Linked DNA regions of Mus musculus: region 1 is linked to region 2. Evidence: chromatin contacts called from public HiChIP or PLAC-seq data. All regions are on one chromosome and are shown on one strand. Each heading gives the region's core, a stretch centred on a gene start, on an enhancer-like site or on the middle of the called end of the contact. The rest is flanking DNA. Distances are from core to core; before and after follow the strand shown.

Region 1 (5,144 bases), core at 2,100-4,599, 100 kb before region 2:
TCTCACTCCTCTTCGATGTCCTGTCTCTGTCTCTTATTCCCTGCCCTTTTCCTCTCTAAGAAAAATAATTCTGCTTTGTGTTGAAAACTTGGTACGTATCTTTACTATCAGCATTCTGGAGGCAGAGGCAGACAGGTCTCTGTTATGTTCTATGTTAAAATGCTCTCCATATCAAGTTTCAGACCAACCAGGGATACAGAGTGAGTGAGACCCTGTCTAAAGCAAAGCCACACTTCCTAGAAAGGAGCTCAAGCAAAATTCCTTACGCAGGAGGGATGAGAGTGGGGCGGGCGGGCGGGGGCTCAACAGTTAGGAGCTCTTCCTGCTCTCTCATGAGGACTGGAGTATGTAGCCCAGCCTGTCACCCCAGCAAGAGGTAATTGCAGTAACCCATGCATGCACAGACACATGACCCCACACACACGCACACATACACACAAACATACACAAATAAGTACAATTAAATGTTAGTATATAACTTTTTTTTTCTTTCAAATCACATACACAGATTCAAGGAGCCTAGCATAGTGGCTCATTCTTGTAATCCAAGAACTCGGGAAAGAAAAGCAGGAGAATTTCTGTAAATGTGAGACCGGTGCGGGCCACACCCATAGAACCGTATTGCACTGTCAAAGTCAGTAGCAGAAATTGTGTCCTCACCAACGTGCTGGCTGATGAGCCTCCTGAATGCCTTGCCTGTGAACGCAAATCCGGTTCATGGAGATATCCTAAGGAATAAGTGGATTCCAGGACTGTGGCACTGTGCATGTTTCTCTGGGAATGATCCACCAGAGGACGTGAGAGGCTGTCTTCCTGCAAAGTTCAGAAACGTCCAACACAGCATCCGCCATCAGCCCAGCTCATCTGAGGAGCTGCCCTTTCCCACAAGACCCTTCCTTGTCCGTGTGAGATTGTCCGTGTGAGATCCTAGGTGTCTGTTTCACACTGCTGCTGCAGGCAGCCTGCCAGCCTCAACTAGCCTCCTGACTCTGTCTGACAACACAGTGGCGGGGCTATTGGTGTGCTCTGCCATACTTGGCTTTTTAAGTGGGTGCTAGAGATTCGAACTCTGATCTTCACAATTGCACAGCAAGAGCCCTTATCCGCTGAGCCATCCCCCCAGCCCCCAAGGCAGTGATTCTTGAGCCTGGTGGATTCAAATTTAATTCATCTACCCTTCCCTCCTCTGCCCTTGAGGGTAACTCATGACAACATAAAAGAAAATCTAAAACAAGGGCTGCATGCTTGCTTACCTAGCCCTAGCCCTGGCTCACTGAAAGTGAGTCTCTTGTGATTGCTCTGTGGTCCATGAAGAGCCAAGCTGTCTCACAGTTAAACAAACGACAAAGAGTTTCATTCTCCCCAATATCTAAAGAGGCAACGCGTGAAAAAGACACACTCCCCACAATTCAGCCCCTTGCCTAAATTCTCATTGACCCTAAGGCTTCTTCAGCCTGCTGACCCCTACTAAGGCCTTAACAAAGCCCCAGTGACATTGGCAAGGCCCTCCAAGCTCCCAAGGGGCTTTCCAAGGTCTTTCCCCAGGCCACAGCTGTCACAAGCTGACTGCACCATCATTAAAACCTACCTGGCCCAAGATAAGCCCATACAAACCTCCCCTCTGAGATAAACATCCCCACACATGAAAGGCAAGGCTTGGGAGCAAGGCCAATGCGGCCTCTCCTGAAACCTTGGTCTCTCCGTGTTTATTCTCTTGCTTCTTCCTAATTGTGTTTACTTCTTACTTATCAATTTTCTGACCAATGCACCGAATGCTGGACCGTTGTCACGGTGCCCAGGGAACTAATTACGCCCCTCCTCAGAGCTCTAAACAAAGCCAGACAAGACAGCGGAATGGAAGGAGACGCCAGATCACTGTTTATTCCTGATAGAGCTTGATTGCTAAGTGTAGTTTAATGTGAGAAGCAGAAGAGTTTCCCAACTCAGTGGTCTGAAGCTTTATTGGGAAAGAGCCCCAAATCTGCCAATTAAGCCACAGCCCAAGGGCAGAGCTAGGAAAGGCAGCCAGGGAGAGCCGGGCTTATACTAACATAACACAGCTCTCTACCTAAAAGGACAGCCAGCCTTTGGTTTGTTTCAAATTGTTTTGGTTTTTGAAACAAGGTCTCCTATACCACAGCTGGTCTTAAACCTGATTTGTGGCTGACACTGACCTTCAACTTCTGATCCTCCTGCCTCCACCTCCTGAGTGCTAAGATCACAGCTTTGAGCCGCTACACAGTTGATGAAGGTCTAGGGATCAAACCCAGGGCAAGTACTCACTCAAGTACTCGAGTCACCAAACTAAACCCCAGCTTTGGTTCGTTTTCCTTTCCTTTTTAATTGTTAGGTTTGTTGTGTGGATGTGTGGATGGGAACCAGTGTGCCACAGCGCAGGGGTGGAGGTCAGAGGACAACTTCAACCACTTCCTGGGCTCTAGGCATAGAACTCAGGCTTTGAGTGCCCTACCCACTGAGCCATTCACTTGGCCTTGGGTCGGGTGCTTTGGGCTTTGTGTGGAACAGCATCCTGCTGTGTTCCTGGGGCTGGCCTAGAAGTCCATATAGGCTGGGCTGATTGCTCTATTTGTAGCTAAAAAACAGTTTTGTTTTGTTTTTGTTTTTAATGTCCCAAGTCAGTCTAAGGAGATTAAACGTAGGGCCTGGTGTTTTCTAAATAAGCATTCTACCACTGAGGTATACCCCCCCCCCAAAAAAAAGCGTTTTTTACTTAGATACATTTGTTTTATTTTGATAGTTAAATCTCTTAAGTAGCCAGGCATGGCTGCACTGGCCTGTAATCCCAGGAAAGAGGAAAACAGACAGGAGAAGGAAAACAGAAAATGTTGGCTTGAGGCTAGCCTGGATTCCACAGTGAGACTCTGTCTCAATCGATCAATTATCCCTTAACTAATCAATTAGTTAAATGAGAACTTCTCAGGCTAACACACCACTTGGAGGCATCAGATGTGCCTCTGGAGCCTTGCTGTTCCCAGGTAGGCATTGACCTTGTGGTAATCCCCCTGCCCCAGGCTCCGGAATTCTGAGGTTATAGGTGTGTGCTACCTTACCCAACTTGAACATTTAAAGAAGGAAAGAGAATGTGAAAAGGGAGAGAACGCTCTTTAGACTGTTATTTGCATTTCCTTGCTTGTCTTCAAAAATTGTGTAGCTAATCCATCCCGCTCCCCTCTCCCCGCTCCCTGCTCCCCACCCCCAACCCCCACCATTCTCCCCTTCTCAAACTTCCAGTCCCTTTCTCTTTTAACCACGACCTCTCTCTGTGTTCGGAAGAGCCTTTTGGCCTCCTCTAGTTCTCCTCTCTGCCAGTGCCCCTGCTTAGTTCAACAAAGGCGCTCTAGTGAGCACAGGGCACAGAGGGTACAAAGCTACAAAGCTCGCATTCTTCCTGGTAGACAAGAAAAGAGGTGTTGGCAGCGCGCATCATTTAAAAGCGTGTATCCTCTGCCCCAAAGGCATAAATAAAATTCCAAGTAGGCCAGAACTCAGCAGGAAAGAAAAGAAAACTCAATGTCAAGGGTCACTCAGGAAGGGGATCTAGGTAGACTTAAATTTGTTGTGACTTTGGTGGAGAGAAATCAGAACCGTGAATCTTGGGTGGAGGCAGACAATGAATGAAATGAGATTCCTAACGGGGCCAGGTCCCCGTCTGCAGGCCAGGAGCTGGGAAGGGCTCTCCAGAGATGCTGAGCATGGGGACAGGATGAAGAGTGAAGAGGAAAAAAAAAAAAAAAACGATGCACGAATTCACAGCAAGCATGCATGGACTTCACTGACAGCTACAGATTCTGGGAGGGACAATGAGAGACAGCACCAGAGTCACCTAATCCACCTCACCATGCAGAGCAGAGGAGTCAGGAGTGCAAGTGACACTTTCCAGTCACATTTAAGAATATCACCAGCCCTCTACATCTGTAAACCCCCTGTGTGGGTTCAGCCACCTGCTGGTGGGAAACATTTGAAATATATTTGGATTTTTACTCTTGTTATCTCCCAAACAGCGCAGGATGACTGTTTGCATAGCATTTATATTCTGGTGGGTGTTGTAAGCATTCTATAGATGATTTATAAGATTTATCGTGCTTTTAATTTTATGTGTCTGGGTGTGTGTGTGTGTGTGTGTGTGTGTGTGTGTGTGTGTGTGTGTGTGTGTGTATGTACAAGGAGGTGCCATATTGTCCGGAAGAAGGTATCCCATCCCATGGAGCTGGGGTTGTAGACAGTTGTGAGTGGCTCCAAGTTCGTGCTGAGAACTGAACCCTGTCCTCTCTGAGAGTAGTATGCACTTTTAACCACTAAATCACCTCTCCAGCCCATCTAGGCTCACTTAAAGCCCAGAGAAGGGCATGTGTCCGTTGCAGACAAATGCTGTACCATTTTACAGGAGGGCTGTGAGCACCCAGGGAATCTGATTCCAATGGAGATGCTGGAATGAATCCACTGGAATACCAAAGACTCGTGTAAGCATTCTTAATGTGCCAGTGTAGCATGTTACCACCGGCAGCCTAGCACACAGTCAATACCTCACATATTTGGGACTGACTGATGAGGTGGCTTAGGGTGCTAAGATGCCTGCTTGAGTTTGATCTCTAACTCCTGAAGGCTGTCATCTGACCTCCACACAGGGGCTATGGTATATGAGGATACATATATACATGCATGCATACATAGATTCATGGGTTTCACCGGGGCAGAGTTCCTTTGTAGATGTTGTAGAAGACAATCTACCTCCCTGAAATCCTGCTTCTTTGGCCTTATAACCTCTTTATTTTTCAGAACTTCCAAGGTTGCAAGGTAGAGTCAGTCCCCATGTCACTACGGTTCTATCTGGTCCACATTTCAGGATGATGTCATTCCAATAGAACCATCTGAATGATCCAAGCTGACTCCCTACTGTAAGGTCAGCAAATTAACAAATTTAATTCTCTGCAGCCTTAATTCTCCTTTGTCATAGGACATAACATACTTGCGAATTCCAGGTTTTTTTTTAAGATTTATTTATTTATTATATGAAAGTACACTGTAGCTGTCTTCAGACACTCCAGAAGAGGGCATCAGATTTCGTTATGGATGGTTGTGAGCCACCATGTGGTTGCTGGGATTTGAACTCGGGACCTTTGGAA
Region 2 (4,673 bases), core at 1,834-4,333:
TAGGAATTCAAGGCCAGGATTGGCTACAGGAGTGTGTGGGAAAACAAAAACCAAACCAAACCAAGTCAAAACAAAGGTATTGCTTTAGTGACTGACTCCATCAGCTCTGAGTTATACAGTAGACGTTACAGAGTTTGGATTGCCTTCATACTTGAAGGACGTGGGATTTTAGCTCCCCAGGGTGACCAAACGCAGGCTGAGGAGGCAGACCTGGAGGTCGGAGGACATCATGTGGTTTGGAGCATGCAACAGTCGACATGGCCTTCCAGCACTTTACTAACCAAAGCGTAGATGCAGAAGACTGATGCTCCTTTAGGGAAACGTTCCAGAGACGCTGCAGTAAGGTGGATACTGTTCTTTTATGTAGTCATGGCAACCTGGCTCTGGTTCCCATCTCTAAACCCAGCACTGGATAGGTGGCCACAGGAGATCCCTGGAACCTGATGGCGGGAAACCAGTGATTTCCAGGCTCATTGAGAAAAGAAAGTGCAGAAGATTGACAAGGGTCTGATGACAGCCTTCCCTGCTCTGTGCTTCAAGTTGGCCTGTACCCACCCCCTGTTTAATGAATTCCTGTCTCATTTGTTAGGTTCGCTCTCTCCCTCCTTTTGAGAAGAGTCTATCACAGTCCCTCGAACCCTGCTCAGGGTGACTTTGAACTTCTGATCTGCCACCTCCTGCGTGCTGGGATTGCAGGTGTTCACACCCTGTCTGTGTGGTGCCGGGGACGTTTGAGCTGGTGTCTGCCAGACAAGCACTCTACCCATCGAGTTCAGCGCCTGGCCCGTTTCCGCATTTGTCCTCAAGACGCTCCCATGATGTCCCGCTCCGGGAGGCTTTAGAGTTTTCAAAGACTTTTTTTTTTCCATACTAGGCAGAGTTCCTGATCTCTCTGGTTGAAAAGCTCATGTTCTCATAGTTTTGTCCTTTTTGGCTGGGAATACTAAACGACGAGGGTCACTCTAACAAGGCCCGGGGCATTCTCCACTTGCATCTCCTCCCAGGCCTCACAGACGAGCCATGACGTGAAGGGATGTTTGCTGTGTCTTTCTGATATTCCTTTCTCTTCCCGTGGCTCTTGGGTTTGGCTGCTCCAGCTTGAACAGCACGTTTGTATCAGTATTTTTGCTCTTCTTTGTTTTGTTTGGTTATTTTAAGACAAGATCTCTCTCTATAGCCCTGTCTGGTCCAGAACTATGTATTGATCTTCTTGTGTTTTTTGAGTTGGCATCTCATATAGACCTGGTTGGCCCCAAACTTGTGATGTTGCTAAGAATGAACCTTCTACCTTTAGCTAAAAGTGGGCGGGACAAGTTTAATGAGGATCATTTCCTGTTTGTTGCTGTAGTCCCAGTAGGGGTGCTCTGGCTGTGGACCTGGGTGGTCTGTCCTGGCCTTCAGACTCAGTTCAGAGTCATTGGTCCCAGAGTCTTGAAAGTGCTTGCCAGGAAGAGGTTGCTGAGGGACACGAGACCGGACTGGGCTTTTCCCGTTCAGATCTTTATCCAACAGAATAGTCTGCTAGGCACAGCTCACTGCCTAACTCCAGCCCAGCCCAGCACAGCCCAGCACAGCCCAGCCATGCTTGGGACCCTGTAACAAGCAAGTAGTAGATTAGTTGAGTTTGTGGTGACCCCAGGATTAAGAATTCAACTGAAGGCTGGGTATAGTAGCATAGCCCTTTAATCCCAGCACTCAAAGAAACAAGGCATGTCGATCTCAGTTCCAGGACAGCCTGGTTTACAAATCGAGCTCCAGGCCAGCCAGAACTGCATAGTGAAACCCTGTTTAAATAAAGATAGAAAAGAAAAATAAACACAGCTGATCTTCTGCCTCATGGTTCCTAGAGTGGGACAGGGCTGCAACAGTTTCAGTCACAGCTACAATGTGTCCTGTGCCATAATCTGACTTTCTGGACAGCTCCGTGCTGTTTACAGTCTGAGTTCCTTCAGCCAGTTCTTCACCCTCTATACTCTGTGTCTCAGATGTACTGTTCTGAGCTGTATTGACCCCCATTTTGGCCATTTCCAGGGGTGCATCGGAGCCTGACTGTCCATGGTCTGTAGCATTCACCTATATCCACAGAGTACACACACCTATACCCCTGCTGAATAACTACCAAACTGATGTCACTGAACAGGGAGAAGAGGCACACTTACTTGGGTTAAAGCAAGCTGTAAAATGCCATTATTTTGCATACTTTTCACACAGGCACCCCTAGTGAGTTGAGGAATATAAAAAGGTGTGCCGATTGAGTAAGTTCTAGGCAGGCCTAGGCAACGGGAATGGTTCAATGAGCAGATGGTAGGAGGTTTTCTTCCATGAGGGCTTCTTAAGGGGGAACTGGATCTGGAGATCAGGCCCATCAGACACTTTAACTGAGTGACTTTGTGCAGTGCACACTCAGCAAAACTTTACATGACAGTCCAGACAGATTAATGACCACTTGTAATCAAGTAAGACAGAGAGTAAATAAGTGGTTCTTAAAATGAACCTAACTAATTGAAGGCTATTATTGCCACAAAGAGCCTCCAATTATACCAACTCAAAGGATAAGTATAACAATATATAGAAACCACCTGGGAATATCCTAATACTGCATTTTGATATGAGCTCATTAAATCTTTTTTTAAGATTTATTTATTATATGTAAGCACACTGTAGCTGTCTTCAGACACTTCAGAAGAGGGTGTTAGATCTCATTACAGATGGTTGCAAGCCACCATGTGGTTCCTAGGACTTGAACTCAGGACCTTCGGAAGAGCCGTCTGCGCTCTTAACCACCGAGCCATCTCACCAGCCCCAAACACTTCTATTTTTGATAACTTAAATCCTTACATACTGTGAATATTTTTATTTTCAGATTTATTTAGTTTGTCTATGGGTGTGGTCAAAAGACAGTTTGGGGGAGGGGGCTTTCCCTTCTGCTGTATGTGTGGGTTCTAGGGATCAACTCAGGTTGTCAGTGTGGTGGCAAGCGCCTTTACCTGCTGACCATCTTGCCAAGCCAATCCCGTGTTATTTAACAGGCAGGTTTTCATACCCCTGTGACTCAGAAAATGGACTAAGGACCCGCCCCATACATTTAAATAAGAAAGGATCATGTGTCTGTGTGCTTGCCTTAGTGAACGCCTATGCAACACCTATGTGCAGGGGCTCATGGGATCTCCTGCAACTGTAGTTAGTTACCTGGGTGCTGGGAACTGAACCTGGGTCTTCTACAAGAGCAGTAAGCAGTCTTCAGCACACTTGACCGTGGAAGCAGAGGTTAGCCCACCACTCTAGTTCTCCCCGTTCTACCATGTGGGGCCTGAAGTCAGGCTGTCCGGCTCTAGCGGCTGTAGGTGTACACAGTTACCCCAGTGCTGTCAAACAGGCAACTGAACGTTATTTTGGTGAAGATACTTTATTTTTCATAAAAATATAATTGTACAATTCTTTTCTGAGGAAAAAAAATCCTTCATTTGCCCCCAAATACCATGTGGTTTAATCATCTTTCATCTTTTAAAAAACAAAATATGTACTTTAATATTTGTCACAGCATGCAGCTGATCTCTGTGAAAAATAGTATTTATTTTTGTTGATCTTACTTGACTTTAACTAAAAGTAAAGCACAGCTTAAACCTGTGTTTCTATCACCAGCCAAAGCAGACCCACTGTGGGGCAAAGACGCTGAAGTTACAGCTGGTGCCGCTGAGCGTGTCCACGAGGCAGGCAGTGGCAGGGACCGCAGCACTAAAGCTCTGATTTGGGCATCCCAGGAACATTTTAGATAAGGACAGAAAACAAATTAATAACTTCACCTACAGCCTAAATGTTGACCTGACCAGATCAACTCCATATTGCACCAGTTGCTCCAGTACGTGGGAAGCAGATGCTAGAGTGGCAGAGTTGGATTGGTGTGAATGTGCAAATATATTTTCTCCTTAATCTCTGAAAAAAAAAAAAAAAAAAAGAAGCCAGGCACTTGGCCTCTTCCTGCCCTAGAGAATGGCCTTGGGCTCTGTCCTCCCAGCTTGCTCTCCTCTGGGAAGGAACTGCAGTTAGCCTGCAGTGCCTCGATGGATGGGAGTGACAAGAGATGCTGCAGCTGTTGGAATCTGGAACAGTGATTAATTAGATCACAGATTCGGGAGAAGGGCCAGCACAGTAGCTGAGCAATCACCATGCCCCCTTCAGATGCTGAGGGCCATTATCTTGGTTTGATGGCTCCAAAACACTAAAGAGATACAGGCCCTAGAGAAAACTCAAAGCGTAATCAACATTCACTCCAAAGTCCATCTCTTCTACTTGTGGATGACCGTGTGGTTACAAGGACAACCTGGGATGACCCTGAAACTACAAGTACAACCTGCAGAGGCTTCAAGCACAGTGAGACATTCCACTGAGAGGCCACACTCATCCTGGAATGTTTGCTTTAAAAACATTTTTTTTTCCTGGAGAATTCAAAAAGTAACAAACAAAGCAACACAAAGTTCTGCAAAGTAAGAGTCTACGACTGAGTCGCCCCACTGGCAGAACACGCCATCCCAGTCAGAACACTACATTGAAAACACTTACATTCGAAGGGCCTGAACATCAACAGTCCTTGTCTCCACTTATGGTCCTAAGAAGACATTAAATACCCTTAATGCCCATTTTTCTAAAACACAGCGAATCCCAGCAAGCTGGGC

The links. HiChIP or PLAC-seq counts read pairs in DNA pulled down with a chosen protein or histone mark.
Region 1: a contact with region 2 is called in an H3K27ac HiChIP or PLAC-seq map of embryonic stem cells, with 6 read pairs. The contact joins two enhancer-like sites. A contact is called at or near these places in 10 of 484 Hi-C or Micro-C datasets (B cells, the G1E-ER4 cell line, LSK cells and 7 more), 6 of 115 datasets of contacts at active chromatin or transcription factors (bone marrow-derived macrophages, double positive thymocytes, embryonic stem cells and 2 more) and 3 of 9 other capture datasets (adipose tissue, liver and pancreatic islet).

What each region holds. Positions count from the first base shown.
Region 1 is chr6:134,958,811-134,963,954 of GRCm38.p6, reverse strand. No RefSeq gene overlaps it. Among named protein-coding and RNA genes, the nearest start is that of Apold1, 21 kb to the left of the region's middle. Within about 2 kb of position 3,349, at least 25 of the 459 cell types and tissues checked have an H3K27ac peak or open chromatin away from gene starts, as enhancers often do. A contact at or near this core is called in embryonic stem cells and liver, where this site is marked.
Region 2 is chr6:134,857,646-134,862,318 of GRCm38.p6, reverse strand. Crebl2 (cAMP responsive element binding protein-like 2) reads right to left here. Exons shown (of 5, transcript NM_177687.3): 5 at 4,436-4,673. Among named protein-coding and RNA genes, the nearest start is that of Crebl2, 30 kb to the right of the region's middle. Within about 2 kb of position 3,083, at least 8 of the 459 cell types and tissues checked have an H3K27ac peak or open chromatin away from gene starts, as enhancers often do. A contact at or near this core is called in embryonic stem cells and liver, where this site is marked.